Regions from separate parts of the Sus scrofa genome. Here region 1 is linked to region 2. A link is a contact called in public HiChIP or PLAC-seq data. All regions are on one chromosome and are shown on one strand. The core of a region is the stretch at or near the end of the contact, and the rest is flanking DNA. Distances in the headings are between cores, read along the strand shown. Region 1 holds the start of TP53 (tumor protein p53). Region 2 holds the start of KCTD11 (BTB/POZ domain-containing protein KCTD11).

What was found. HiChIP or PLAC-seq counts read pairs in DNA pulled down with a chosen protein or histone mark.
Region 1: an H3K27ac HiChIP or PLAC-seq map of alveolar macrophages shows a contact between it and region 2. The contact joins the promoter of TP53 here to the promoter of KCTD11 in region 2. A contact is called at or near these places in 2 of 5 promoter capture datasets (fetal liver and liver), 3 of 47 Hi-C or Micro-C datasets (embryonic fibroblasts, fetal liver and subcutaneous adipose tissue) and 2 of 2 datasets of contacts at active chromatin or transcription factors (alveolar macrophages and skeletal muscle).

Annotation. Positions count from the first base shown.
Region 1 is chr12:52,950,686-52,957,671 of Sscrofa11.1, reverse strand. It overlaps TP53 (tumor protein p53), which reads left to right and starts at 3,886. Exons shown (of 11, transcript NM_213824.3): 1 at 3,886-3,997. WRAP53 (telomerase Cajal body protein 1) reads right to left here and starts at 2,998. Exons shown (of 10, transcript XM_003131944.4): 1 at 2,259-2,998; 2 at 2,013-2,111; 3 at 1,795-1,906. The coding sequence starts at 2,662.
Region 2 is chr12:52,696,280-52,703,315 of Sscrofa11.1, reverse strand. KCTD11 (BTB/POZ domain-containing protein KCTD11) reads right to left here and starts at 5,161. Exons shown (of 1, transcript XM_003358250.5): 1 at 2,351-5,161. The coding sequence starts at 4,365. The coding sequence ends at 3,667. It overlaps ACAP1 (arf-GAP with coiled-coil, ANK repeat and PH domain-containing protein 1), which reads right to left. Exons shown (of 25, transcript XM_021067819.1): 22 at 6,944-7,036; 23 at 6,744-6,854; 24 at 6,352-6,401; 25 at 4,570-6,031. The coding sequence ends at 5,931. It overlaps TMEM95 (transmembrane protein 95), which reads right to left and starts at 2,197. Exons shown (of 5, transcript XM_021067820.1): 1 at 1,897-2,197; 2 at 1,599-1,655; 3 at 1,368-1,448; 4 at 1,248-1,268; 5 at 1-1,110. The coding sequence starts at 2,065. The coding sequence ends at 824.

The DNA of each region.
Region 1 (6,986 bases), core at 2,637-5,136, 260 kb before region 2:
TATACTTCAACTCCACCCATCTCTCTCTCTCCTGATGCCACCCCAGCCCAAGCCAGCATCGTTTCTCGCCTGGACTATGACAAACTGCGTCTTAACAGAGTCTCCACTCTTGACCACTCACAGTCCATCAGAATTCCCTGGTGGCCTGGTGGTTAAGGATCTGGCATTGCTACTGCAGTGGCACGGGTTCAATCCTGGGCTTGGGAACTTTCATGTGCAGCCAAAATAAATGAGTAAATAAACTTCAACTATCATTTCACTCTTTTATTTTTTATTTTTCTTTTTATGGCCACACCTGTGGCATATGGAAGTTCCCAGGCTAGGGCTCACATTGGAGCCACAGCTGCTCGCCTACACCACAGCCACAGCAACGCCAGATCTGAGCCACATTTTCGAATTATGCGTGCAGCTCATGGCAACGCCGGATCCTTTAACCCACTGAGCAAAGCCAGGGATGGCACCCACCTCCTCATGGATCCTAGTCTGGTTCTTAACCCACTGAGCCACAATGGGAACTCCCAACACTCTTCTCTTTTAAAACTCTCCCATGGCTTCCCAGAGGCACTCCGAAGGCCCCACCCACAAGATCTGGCATCAGGCATGGTGGCCTTCTTTCTGTTCCTTGAACACATGAAGTTCTTTCCCAGCTCTGGGTTCTCTGGGTTGTTGTAGCATCTCTGCCCCCTTCTTTTTTTTTTTTTTTGTCTTTTCTAGGGCCGCTCCCTCGGCATATGGAGGTTCCCAGGCTAGGGGTCGAATCAGAGCTGTAGCTGCCAGCCCACGCCACAGCCATAGCAATGCGGGATCCAAGCCGCATCTGCAACCTACACCACAGCTCACCGCAACGCCAAATCCTTAACCCACTGAGCAAGGCCAGGGATCGAACCCGCAACCTCATGGTTCCTAGTCGGATTTGTTAACCACTGCGCCACGACGGGAATTCCCACATCTCTGCCTCTTTGTGGAGCACTCTTTCTATACCTCTTCACATGCCGATCTTGTCATCCTTCAGGTCTTAGCTCAAATGTTTCCTTTTCAGAGAACTCCTCCCCAGCCACTTTATTTAAAGTGGTATCCTCTGGTTAATCTCTCCTCATTCTGTTTACTTCCTTCACGGTATATATATATATATATATATTTTTTTTTTTTAAAGCCCGCACCTGTGGCCTATGCAGGTTCCCAGGCTAGGGGTCGAATCGGAGCTACAGCTGCCGGCCATAACCACAGCCACAGCCATGCAGTATCCGAGCCGCATCTGTGACCTACATCACAGCTCTCGGCAATGCCAGATCCCTCACCCACTGAGCAAGGCCAGGGATTGAACCTGCAACCTCATGGTTCCTAGCTGGATTCATTCCCATTGCGGTATTTAACAAATACCCCTTCATGGTATTTGTTAAACTCAATAATGAACTTGACTGCTTATTGGGTAACATGTTTCCCACACAAGAAAGCAAACCAGTTCTTCATCTGTCTCGTTCATCACTTCACCCCAACACCAAACACAGTAGGTGGCATATTAGTGGTCATTCAATAAATATCTGAAAGTCAATTAAAAACTACGGAGAGAAATCCACTACTCCTTTATGGAAAACATATATTCCTAATGAAAGATAAGCCAAATATCACTTTAAATGACTTCGGAACTGACGGCCGAAAATGCTACCTGTGGAAACTCACGGTGAAAAAATACCCTGTTTGTGACAGGAAACATGTGGACTGTACTTTCTCCATCTACAGGCAGGACTTAAAAGTGCCCTGGCTGAGGAAGGGGCAGTTAGTCCCTACCCTTACCATTTCTGCGTATTCCAGCTGCTCCCCCTCACTGTACAGCTCTGGGGGCAGGTTATAAATCCGCAGGACGTTATCAGCACTATTGGTCAGGATGCAGGAACCATCAGGGGCCCTAGGAGTAGGAGAGAGAAGCCTGGATAGACCTGTATCTTGCGAGTGTTGGGCTTGAGCTGAGCAGACCTGTGGCAGAGGTGAGCCCCCTCCTCATCCTTACTTACCACTTACAGCCTTTCAAGAAGTTCTCAGGTTGGGTGCTGAACTCTGACCAGGAACCGCTAAGAAACCGGGGTAGCTGCGAGAAGCTGTAGTTCCAAGTGCTGGAAGGAAGATGGGGAAGACAAACCTGGGTCGCCAAAGCCAAGGAGAAATGGGCCTGGAGAAGTGGGGCTGAGGACTGGCGGATGAGATATATCTCACATTTCCAACCTCCTCAGATTCCTGAGCCAACTGCCATCAGCACTTACGTGTATCCCTCATCCTCTGGAGCGGGTTCCTCAGACACATCTTCCATGTCTTCTCCCGGCCCCAACTCTGGCTTGTTCGTTTCTTCTGCAGGAAGGCTCACTTTTTCAGAAAGTTCTTGCTCCTCGATTCGAGGGCTCAACTCACTAGGAGTATCAAACTCAGCTTCCAACGGAGTGGAGAGAGAAGCTGGGTCCCCTTCCCCCAGCTCCTGGGACACGGCCGAGCCAGCTCCAGGATCCGGGGATATCCGGGGCGCATCATCCCCATCGGGTGGCGGTGGCGTCTGTTCAGGGTTCGTATTTTTATCCATCGAGGAAGCCTGAGGAGAGAGACGGGCTGCAGCTGGGGCCTGGTCTGAAGGAAGGCAGTCCGGAGCTAACACTGGCGCCTCCGGGGTCTTCATACTGCAGAGGAAGCACGGCAAACATTGGCCGCGGCCAGGCAATCCTCTTCCCGCCGGCTACCAGCTGCCGGGCCTGCGGAACGGCAGAGACCGCCGTAAGTTCGCACGGATCCGGACGCAGAACTGGAGAAACCCAGCAGTGCCTTCTTTCTGCTCCCGGGATAGGACAGAAAACAGCCCCCCGCCCCCAGGCCTCGCGAGGCGAGGCGGGCGAACAGGAATGTTGGAGAGCTCGGCGATCCTTAGCCCTGTCGGTGGCTACGCGCCACCTGTTCTCGCGGGATTTGGGCCCACCATTCGATTGGACCTCCGCATCCCGGATCAGACTTCGCGGGCGACCCACAAGAGGGGCGGGGCAGGGACGTAACAGGTCACGGGTTACCGTTCCCCTCCAGTCCTGAATCTCCTAGTGCCTGCTGGGACTTGTAGTCCGAGAGCTTCTGAGTCAGGGAGATGTGTCTGAGCTCCTCGCGCTATCATTCTTCAAGCACCTACTCCCCTCCCCACCTGCAGAGGGCGCGAGCGCTATATTTGTTTTTACGGGGTTTGAACCTGTTTTGCATCTCAACTCCTCAGACCTCCGTCTCTTTTCATTCATTCAATAAATATTTATCATTGAGCTCTTCTTTGCTACCCAGTACTGTACTGGAAAAGACAAGAATGAATAAGATAGTAGGCAAGGTCTCTGCTCTCCTAACGCTTAGGTTGCTGTGTATTGAAGGCAAGGAACAAATTATTTCAAAACGTGATAGGGTCTAGGAAGGAAATTAAACAAGACAGTGTGATACAACGTAACTAGGAGAATACGTTAGCTTGGAACATTAAGGAAGGTCTTCCTAAAAATTGACATTTTAGCTAATGAGGAACTATCCAGCCATCTGGGAGAGCAGAGTTCCAGGCAAAAGGTGCAAAGGCTGTCTTTCTTTCACCTTCATGTCTGACTCGGGGACAAGTCTTTCAAAATGGTTTCCACCAATTCTGTTCTCACAGATCTGGGTTGTCGAATTTCTTCACCGCAAACTGTCAGTAGCTACAAAACCAACACAGCAGGAATCCTGACTCCCCTCACCCTCACCACCTCCGTCCGTCGCCACCGCCCGCAGGGTAATTGCTTGCCCTTACTTGTCATGGCGACTTTGTGCCAGGAGTCTCGCGATGGTTGCTGGGATTGGGATTTTCCCCTCCCATGTGCTCGGACTGGCGCTAAAAGTTTTGAGCTCCTCAAAAGTCCAGGGCCACCATCCTTGGCGCAGGTAGCTGCTGGTCTCCGGGGTCACCTGACGTCCCGTCTCGAGCGTGCATCCCAGGACAGTGACACGCTCTCCTGAGCTTCGGGTAAGCTCTTAACTGAGCCTGATGAATACTCTATGAGTCATGGGCTCTCGGGTCTGTGTATTTTCAGCTCAGAAGAAAGGAGGATGGAGGTGGAGCGAAAGATTTAGTGATTTGGGGGGGGGGGGGAAATGGAAGTTCTTCTAGCGGCATCAACAGAGGAATGCAATGTTGGGAGGCCTGAGTGTAGATGATAGGGATGTTAGGACCAACCGAACTAAAAAGCTGAACACCTGCGCCGGGTAGTGGGGCTTTGGGGAAAACTTGAGCCTGCCTAAGGGGTTCTTCCCCACCACCGCCACCACCCCATTTCAGTACCCGGTGTGGGGGAGCCCTTAATAAGACACACAAAGCATCAAGGTCCGAGGCTTTGGGATCTTGGAACTTTGGGGATTTATGGCTCGAGATTTTAGTGCGTATGGCATCCCAGTGGAACCCTGGACTCCATTCCGAAGTGGTTATCCGGAGTGCTCCGGGAAGTCCAAGGTGCTAACTTCCGGACCTTTGTCCTTTCTTGAGTGAACTTTCCAACTGGCCTTCAGCGCCTCAGGATGGAGAAAGTCCATTTAAAGGCTGTCAGTTGTGGAAATGGGACATGCTAAACAAGAGGTTTGCCCGCGAAGCCTCGGAGGAGTAACCCGGCCGGAGAGGCCCGGGAGCCCTGTTATTGTTTGGCTCTGCATTTACATTTCTGCCACTCGCAGGAGCATTTCCGGTTTCTTTTCTTCGGAACAGCCCACTATTCACCCGATGTGAGGGAAGTAGAAAGAGAAAAGGTCTTTTAAACTGGTTCCTATTGCTTGCTGCAAGGGGCTGTTAACCCCCTCTACCTTTTTTTTGTCCTTCATGGACTACTTAGCCACCGCTTTTGGGAAGGAAAAAGCATTTGTTATGATGCAAACCTCAGTCCCTCCCCCTCTTGTGAATGGTGTGCTCCTTCCTGGTTGTCTGCTAACCAGGCGGACGCTACCATTGCCTGGGGCGGTTTTCTTTTCTTTAAATATCAGAAGGCAAACCTTGGGTATCTTCGAGAATGGGTACATCTGAGATTTAAACGATAAAAAAGCATAACGATGGGGTTGTTTGTTTGTGGCAGAGAAACAATTTCTTCTGTATCCGGCTTTGGGCTGAGCCATCCCCATTTTCGGACGCAGAATGAACGTCGTGAAAGCGGAAGGGGCGGGGCTTGGAGAGGGGCGGGGACGGAGCTCCCAAGTGCAGCCCTCCGGTCCCGGCTAGTTCTCGCCTGCGGGAGGCGGCTTGACCCCGCGCGGAGTCCGTCGAATGCTCTCCTGGGGCATCTTCACCATTTAGGGCGCGGTCGCCTACCTCGCACCTGCTGCGAATCAGACTCTGTGGGCGGTACTTACGCGCTTTTTTTCTAAATCGAGGTAGCATTTACACTCACCTCCTATCAAAATACAAGTCTCATGCTTCTTTCCAGTTTATCTTTAACCCTCCACCTTCATTTTGATTTCTGTCCTCATGGAATAGTTTTGCCTGTTGGAGAACTGCTTTATAAATGGAATCATACAGGTCGTGCTCGTTTGTGTCAGACTTCTTTCCTTCAGCAAAATCTTTGTAATGCACCCATTTTATTGCATGTGTCAGTGGTGTATCAGTATCTTGCTCCTTTTCATTTAATGTGTTGCACTGGATGAATAAACCATCCATTGTTTATCCATTCTCCTCGTGGTGGCCTTTTGAGTTGTTTCCTGTTTGGGATTAGTTTTAATAAAGCTGCTCTTGACATTCTTGTACAGTTCTTTTTGTGGTCATATGTTTTTATGTTTCTTGGATATATACTTAGGAGTAGAATTACTAAGTCATAGAGTAGGGAATACATCTATGCGTTTTTAAATTTTATTTAAAAATTCTGAAGTTCCCACTGTGGCACACAGGGTTAAGGACCTGGTGTCTCTGCAGCAGCTCAAGTGGCTGTTGTGGTGCAAGTTCCATCCACGCCTGGCTCAGTGGGTTAAGGATCTTACCCGGGAACTTCCATGTGCCACAGGTGCGACCATACAAAAAATTTTTTAAATAAAAGATTCTCATTATTCAAAGTAGTTGTACCATTTTACACTTCCACCAGCAAGATGTATCCTGCCTCGGTGTTTGGTTTGTCAGTGGTTCTAATGTGGCATATCACTGTGGTTTTAATTTGCAGTTCTCTGTTAACTGTGTTCAGCAATTTGTGCTTAATGGCCATTTCTGTGTCATATGTCAGGAGGCTGTTCAAGGAGTTCCCTTTGTGGCTCAGGGTAATGAACCTGACTAGTATCCATGAGGCTGCGGATTCAATCCCGGCCTCACTCAATGTGTTAAGGATCCAGCCCTGCTGTGGTATAGGCCGGAAGCTGCAGCTCTGATTGGACCCCTAACCTGGGAACTTCCATGTGCCGAAGGTGCTGCCCTAAAAAGACCAAAAAAAAAGAGAGAGAGAGAGAGGCTATTCAAGTCTTCCCCATTTTAAACATTGGTTTATTTGCTTTTTGTATTATTGAGTTGATGGAATTATTTGTGTATTCTGGATGGAATATTTTTTGTTGTCGGATACATGTGTTTTCTCCTAGCCTGTTGCTTGCCTATAAGAGCCCTAAGAGTAGCAGAAGATTCTTTTCTCTTGTTAGTTTGTTTTGGCCTGTTTAGGAAATCTTAACCCCAAGATCATGAAGATATTCTCTTATATTTTCTTCTAGAACCTTTGTGGTTTTAGGTTTTACATTTAGATCTATGAGCCATAAGAAATTAACAAATTAGGGAGTTCCTGTCGTGGCTCAGTGGTTCACGAATCCGACTAGAAACCACGAGGTTTCGCGTCCTATCCCTGCCCTTGCTCAGTGGGTTAAGGATCTGGCGTTGCTGTGTGAGCTGTGGTGTGGATCACAGACACGGCTCGGATCCCAGTTGTTGTGGCTGTGGGGTAGGCCGGCGGCTATAGCTCTGATTAGACCCCTAGCCTGGGATCCTCCATGTGCCTTGGGTGCAGCCC
Region 2 (7,036 bases), core at 3,912-6,411:
TCCCGAATGTGGCCTTGGTGCAAAATCCCCCCCACTGGGGAACCAGTGTGCTCCGCGAGCGCCCCCCTCCCCCCTGCCCGCCCTCTGCGCCCTCCCCAGCTGCAGATAGAGGCCAGGCAGCGGTGGAGGCCATTTGACAGCAGATTTAGTTGGGCCTGGCAGGAGGGAGGCCTCCGTGGGAGGCCAAGGCTTCACAATGTTAAATGGCAGGGTAGCATGCCAGCAGGCTGACTGATGTGGTCTCACGCTAGGGGAAGGGAGTTTTCCAGAACACTCATTCCCGGATTCCCAATCAGTCACAGGAGGGCCAAGAGAAGCTTCTGGGGCAGACAGCCCCCGCTTTCCGGGAACGGGCAGAAGGGGGTGTGGGAGTGGTGGTGTGCACGGAGGGGATTCTTTCCTTCTGTAGATATTTTCCTGGCACGGGCACTGCCCCTGTGCGATTGGTTGAGGGCTGGAGGCGAGGCACTCTCCAGCTGTGGGTGCCTGGGTCCCTGGAGGCCATCTGAAGCTGGGATCTTGGGAACGTCCGGGTATCAGGGTCTGGAAGACTGAACCGCTGGGGCTGGAACTAAGGGGCTAGATGTTTCTTCCCCACGAGACAAGTGGACTCTGTGGGCACATGTGCCTTAGAACCAGAGGCTAGGGTCTGTCCTCGTCTTCACAGCTCACTTTTTGCTTGGAAGTGTCTGTACCTGAGAGATGAGAGTGTGGGAGCCCTGGGAAGGGAAGGGGAGGGCCGGGGGCGGGGAGGAAGGATGGGGGGGGAGCAAAAGGGATGGGTTGGAGGCGATGAGGCTCTTTCTGACCCTTATCCCCCAACTCACTCCACTGAGAGGCTCAGAAACCCCAGAAGCAGGACGGTTCCCGAGACAGAGAGGAGCAGAATCCTGGCTTCCCAAAGATCGTGACTTCCTGCAGGGAACCCGGGAGGCAGTGCATGATCCTGGGGACCACATGCATTGAAGCTGGGGGAGCCCAAGAGCTCAGAGATCAGGGTGGGGTGCTGCCAGGGGTGGGAGTAAGGACCTGGGAAGCAGCGCTTTCGGGGCCAGCAGTGCACCTCGAAGCCCTCGCAAGTGGAGCAGTTGTACAGGGTGGTGCTGCCCCCTGCAGGAGACAGCGGGACCAGCGCTGGGTGGGGAGGCCTGGGCTCCACCCTTCCAGAGTCCCACACTTCCTCCCTCCTTTGGGGCCCCCCCGCCGCAGGCCCCTTGCCGGAGCTACCCCTTCCCCTTCCTACTCACGACAGGCGGGAGCGCAGAGAGCTGAAATGAGAGGCAAGGAGAGTGGGGGTCGATAAACTCAGCCACACACTCCTTTGCCCGGGTTCCTAGGCACCCCTCGATCCCTCCCTGCATCTGTACCTTCCCTGTTGTACTCCGGAAGCTTGGTCTTTTGAAGCCACCGCCAATATGCAGGGAGTGGGGAGAGAGACCCTTTGATCTCTGGGGAGGCAGGGAGCAGCTATAGTGCCCAGGGCCTCCGCAGGAGCGGTTCCCCCAGCGTCTCCCCATCACAGTCTCCACCTGCCTCCCCAGCCCCCTCCTCCGGGGCCAATCCAGGTCCCTAGGTTGAGCCTTCTCCCTTGACCTCACCCACAACCCTCAGGACTCTGTGGGTCTTCTCCGTGACTTTGTTCATGGACGTGTCATCTGTGGAGATGAGAGGGACGGGGGATTCGCTCAGCAGCCCAGAAGAAACTTCTGGGGCCCTTCCTGACTTTTTCCCAGAGTCCCAGGAAGCTCTCCCAGGGGGAGTGGCCAGTGCGTCCAGAAAAGGCTGTGGACGGAGGAGGAGGTAGCTGTGGCACAGCTGGGAAGCCAGCTGGGTGCTGCCCCCCTTGGGGCACAGGGGTGACTATTGCTGGACCCGTCCCTGGATGTCTGATCTTACCTAAGGCAAAGGCCGGAAAGTTCCAGGAAGCCTCACAGTCCTTCCACTGGGCCTCCATCTGGCTGCAAAGCTGATGCAGGCGGCCGGACAAGCCGTGATCTGGGAGGCGGCAGAAGATGCAGGCCTCGGCAGCCGCCAGGAAAATCCCACCCAGTACCAGCATCCACATGGGGCCCAAGGAGGAGAACCGGAGGGGTGCTGGCCTCACCTAGGCTGGGAAGGCCTTGGAATGCTCTGTGACCCTGGTTACAGCCCTTTGCCTGGAGGTTCTAGAGTGTTCCGGGACAGTTGGAAGTTCTGGAGCATCCCAGAACAATGCCACTGCTCCATCCCTGGCGGGGGTAAACCTGGGGCCCAAGGAACTGGGCACCAGAAGATACCTCTAGTAGGAGATGGGCAGAGAAAGCAGGGCTTCTGCTGTACCCCCAACCTGGCCCTCAGCAGCCTTTACAAGTTCGCGGTTCTAAAAGCAATTTTATTTGTCTTCTTGTAAATCGTGACCAGTGATAAATAGCAAGCGACTCCCCCAGTGAAGAAGTCGTTTGTGAGTATCCCATCCCCCAGGGACCCAGAAATCCCATCCTTTTCCATAGCCTCCCCCACTCTCTCAAACTCCTCTGTTCATCTCTCTGCCCTGGACAGCCTTGGGCCTTCCCCAGCTATCTCCTAGCAACAGGCTCATGGTTGCCCTAGCAACCGAGAGTTCTATACAGGGCTCCAAGGCCCGGCTGAGCCCCAGTGACTTCTCTCACTTCTCAGCAGCAGAGCCTAGTGACTCAAGGCCCGGCAGGCTCCTCCTGCCGACGTGGTGATGTGAGACACATGTGTGCACGCACACCTGTGATTAAACTAATTCTCAGTCTGCTTCCACCCATGGTGCTGGCACACCTGGTGCCAGAACAGTTGCCAGGCAACCCCGAACAAGCCTGCACATGAAGAGCCCGCAGAAAGACCAGCACACAGACACCATCTCCAGCAACACAGATGGGAGCCAGGAGGTGAGGGCCCCACACATCATCTGACCCACTGGCTGGCAGGCACGTACACATGCCTGAAGCGAAGGAAGACAGGCCAGGACCCAAGAACGTGCTCCCGCCTCCCCCCTGGGCAGCCCCACCATCAATATGGGGTCTTTTAAGATGGGAAGGATGCTCCAGCCCCACAGTTAATGGGGATTCTCCTAGCTCCCTTGTGGCCACCTAGGGTGGGGCGTAGCCTTTCTGTCTCCCTCAGTGGTGGCTTGGGACATGGCAAAGGATCTCCCTTCCCGTGTGTCGGAGTGTCCTGGCCTCTCCTTGGTCAGGCCAGGCCAGGCCAGGCCACCAGCTCCAGGAGAAGTCACAGTCTAGGAGACCACATTAAAGCAATCCAAAGACCCTCTTTCCCCAAACCCTGAGGGTCCCTCCACAGGTCTGATAAGCCCAGCCCTGCAAGAGAAGTGTCTCCACCTTTCCAGACCCTGAATACCGAGCTCCAAGCAAGGAAACACTGGAGGTCCCCAGGCTCAGAGGAGAAACAGCCAAGGGAAGCTTCCCTACCCCTCCCAGGATTAGCATCAGTCCAGACCCTCTGGTCTTGTGGGCTCTGGTTTGGGGATTGCTGCCCATATCTGGGCTCCAGTCAGGTGCAGTGGGACTCCTGACTCTCACAGCTCCCCAAGCAGAGCCAGGAAGAGGCCTCAGGAGAGCCTTCATCCCTTTTGGCACCCCCTTCTTTTTCCCCTTCCCCCCCGCCCCGGTCAAACGGAGGGCAGCGTTCCCAGTTCAGTTCTTAGTGCCGAACGAAGCGCAGAGATCGGGAGTTGAGCAGATCTTCGGGGTCAGGGAAGACGGAGTCGAGACGGAAGCCGTGCTCCAGGGCCACCCGCAGCACCTCCTCCAGGAAGCTCGGGGTGCCCACCACCTCCCGTGGCTCTCCTGGCCCCCCAGTCCACAGGGGCTGCAGCCCCAGTCTCTGGTACTCCACTTCCGGGAGTTCCGAGGGGCGGGGGGCCCACTCCAGACGAAAGTGTGGGCCTCCCTCCGCCCTGTCGTCATTGGCCACACCAAATCGGGCCCGCATGGCACCCAGACACTCGGGGTCGGTGCAGAAGAGGTTGGCCCGGAAGGTGTCCACCTGGACAGAGCTCAGCTCATAGTGGTGCGGGCCCCGGCGAGCGGAGAAGTGCACCAGGCGGGGGCTGCTTTCTACATCTGCGTGGAGCAGGGCGGCTGTGGGTGCCGGGGTCCCCCGAGATGCCTCTAGTTCCCGCAAGGCATCCAGGAGAGGCCGGATCTGGTAAAAGTCAGCCTCTGCCCGGAGAAGCGCCGTCTCCCCATATCCACGGGGCAAGTCCAGGCGGCCCAGCCGCAGAAAGTTGAGGATGTGCCGGAAGGCCTTGCCATCTCGGTCGATGAAGTAGTGGCCACCTCCCTGGGGACTGAGGTTGGGGGTCATGGGGGTACCGGCCCTAAACATGGCCCCCAGCATGGAGTCTGGGAATCGAGTCAGCGTCTCCAAAGTGGTGGAATATAGCGTGCCCCCCACATTCAGGGTCACAGGGCCCCCAAAGGCGGGGGGCGGAGAGGGCACAGGAGGAGGGGAAATTTTGAGGAGTACTGGGGACACCGAAAGAGAAGAAAAGGCGGAACTTCCTGGGTGTGTGCAGAACTGGGGCGTAAAGTTCAGGCAGTCTCTGGGTCGGAGGCACAAATTGGAGTACAAGGCAGCAAGATGTGGGGCTCACTCCAGCTACTGTGGTGGGGGAGGGTTCTGGGCACAGAAATTCCGGAAAGATTGGGAGAACGGATAAAAACAGCAGAGGGAAGCCAGAGAGGGACGAGAGATTTAGGTCCGATTCCGGGGGTCAGCGATTCCTCTATGTGGTCTTCAGACAGTGGGTTTCCGAAATCCAACCAGCAGGTGACGGTGGCGAGCACAAGGCCGACTCTTTGAAGGGTCAGGTTTCTGAGCTCTGGGGCAGAGCGCTGTCGCTCCGGGCGAGTCGATGCAGAGCTCCGGGAGCCAGTCGGAGGCCGGGCCTGGCCTGGCTCCGGCGCGGGTTCCAGGAGATGGAGGAGGGGCTGACCGGAGCCGACACCGGAGGCTCCTCTGTGTCCGCTGGGGAGCGAGGATGCACGCTCAGTCCGAGCTGGCAGTGTCCAAGGACTCCGATGGAAGCAGCCGGGAGTCTCGAGACCGGGCGCCGCCGCCTTCCCCCAGTGTCGTCGCAGCCGCTGAAGTCCTCTCCGCCCCCAGGAAGTGGCCTAAGGGCAGCGGCCGGGGGCCCTTTAAGAGGCAGCCCCGCCCCCTGGGCGCCCCGCCCCCCGCCCCCGCCGGGCGAGCGCGGCTTGGGTGGTGGTGGGAGCCGAGAGCGGCGAACCGGAGAGACGGGGCGGACGGGCTGGCTAGGCGGACGCTAGCGGGGGTGGGGTCCTGCGGGTGACTCAGGCGCGTCGTTCCGGATGTGGCTGCGACGGCCCCGCCGGCCCCCAGGTGTGCTAGACCTCACGTCTGCATCTAGGCTGGAGCCGGCCCCTCCTATCTCGCCGCTCCGGAAACCGAAGCCTGGCCGTCGGGGGCTGGGGACCAGTTCCTTCCCAGTCGCTCCGCAGGGAATTCCCGAGGGGGCGGGTGCTGAGCCGCCGCATTCCAGGGATGCCTCCGGGCCTGGGCCGGGGTGGCCTGAGCCAGCCTCGCCATCCCAGCCATATGCCAGCACCCCCAAGGGAAGGCCGGGCCCAGCCCACGCGAGCGGCTTCTCCCCACCCGGATGGGTCTGGCCACGTCGCCTGAGCCTACGTGCCCCGCGCGACTCTCAGACTGAGGCCGAAGCTCCCTCTTCTTGTTCCCCTTGTTCGCCCCTCCGCCCCTCGTGTGACTCAAGCTCGCAAACTCCCAGCCGCTCCTGCACCCCAAGAGACGCAACGCCCAACTCCTTGCCAGCCTGAAGGGGCTGCCCAGTAAATGAACTTTGAAGAGCAAGGCACAGAGGATTTAATGGCGAAGGGGCGGAGGGGAGGAGTAGCCGGTGCGGGGCCCTCGACGGTCTGAGATCATAGCGTGTGGAGGTCATGACTGCGCCGCCTCAGCTTCTCGGGGTCGTCAGATGCCATGAGGGAGAAGTCTCGGAAGATGTCGAGATACGTCTCATCTCCTGAGGGGAGGGAGGAAGGGCTGGGACGCCGGGTGGCTGGGCGCTAGCACTGAAGCGCACAATGGGGACAGCCCGGCCTGGTAAGAGCACGCGCTTCCAGCGTGGGTGGAGGGGACATCTGCGCTGTCAGGGCAGCGCCCTCGCCTATTCTTTGCTCTGTTTCAAGGACCTGGCGCGTAGGATGTGCCCCATCCATATCTGTTGACTAAATAATGTAATTAACCAAAGAAGCTGAGCACAGGGGGTTGGGGACAGGTCACCAGCGACCAGAAGCCCAGAGTTACAGTGTCGTGTGGGGGCGGGGGTGGGGGGTACTTTACCAGCCTGGCCCTGGGCCGCATCGGCCTCTCTCATCTTTGCCAGTCGGAGCCTGTAGGGAAGGGAATTAAGGAATGAATGACATTCTCTTAACAACCTACCCCCCCAACTTCCTATCTTTTGAGTTGGGAGTTTCATTCATCTGTTTTGTTGAAAAGATGCCTAACGACAATATTAACGAACGTTGCCTCTCTCAGAATAAAGTCCCCTTCCTCGGACCCTGCCCTCCCTCCTTCTCCAAGCCTCAGTCCATCCCTGGAGCATCCTTTCTCTGCCTGGTCCAGGAGCTGGCCCCGCCCCTCCCGGGCCCCGCCCGGCAGGCGGGGGTCTCCGCCTCAGCCCCGCCTCCAGGGGAGGGTGCAAGCACGAGCCCCGCCTCTCCAGGCGTCCTCACAGAGTGACGATGTCAGCGTTGGCTTTTTCCACGGCGATGGTCAGGGGGTCTCTGCCTTCAGAGTCTCGAGCTCCCAGATCAGCCCCACGTTTCAGGAACAGGCAGGCCAGCCTGGACGAGACGGCCACATTCAGCCAGCGCCTCGCCCCGTCTGGGGCCTTCCCCGCCCCAAGGCCGTCCGTCATCCTTGCCCCCCCTACCCGGTGTGGCCAAGAATGGTTGCGTGGTGAAGCGGGCCCCGGCCCTGGTTGTCCGCTTGGTTCACACTTGCCCCGTTCTGGAGGAGAAACTCA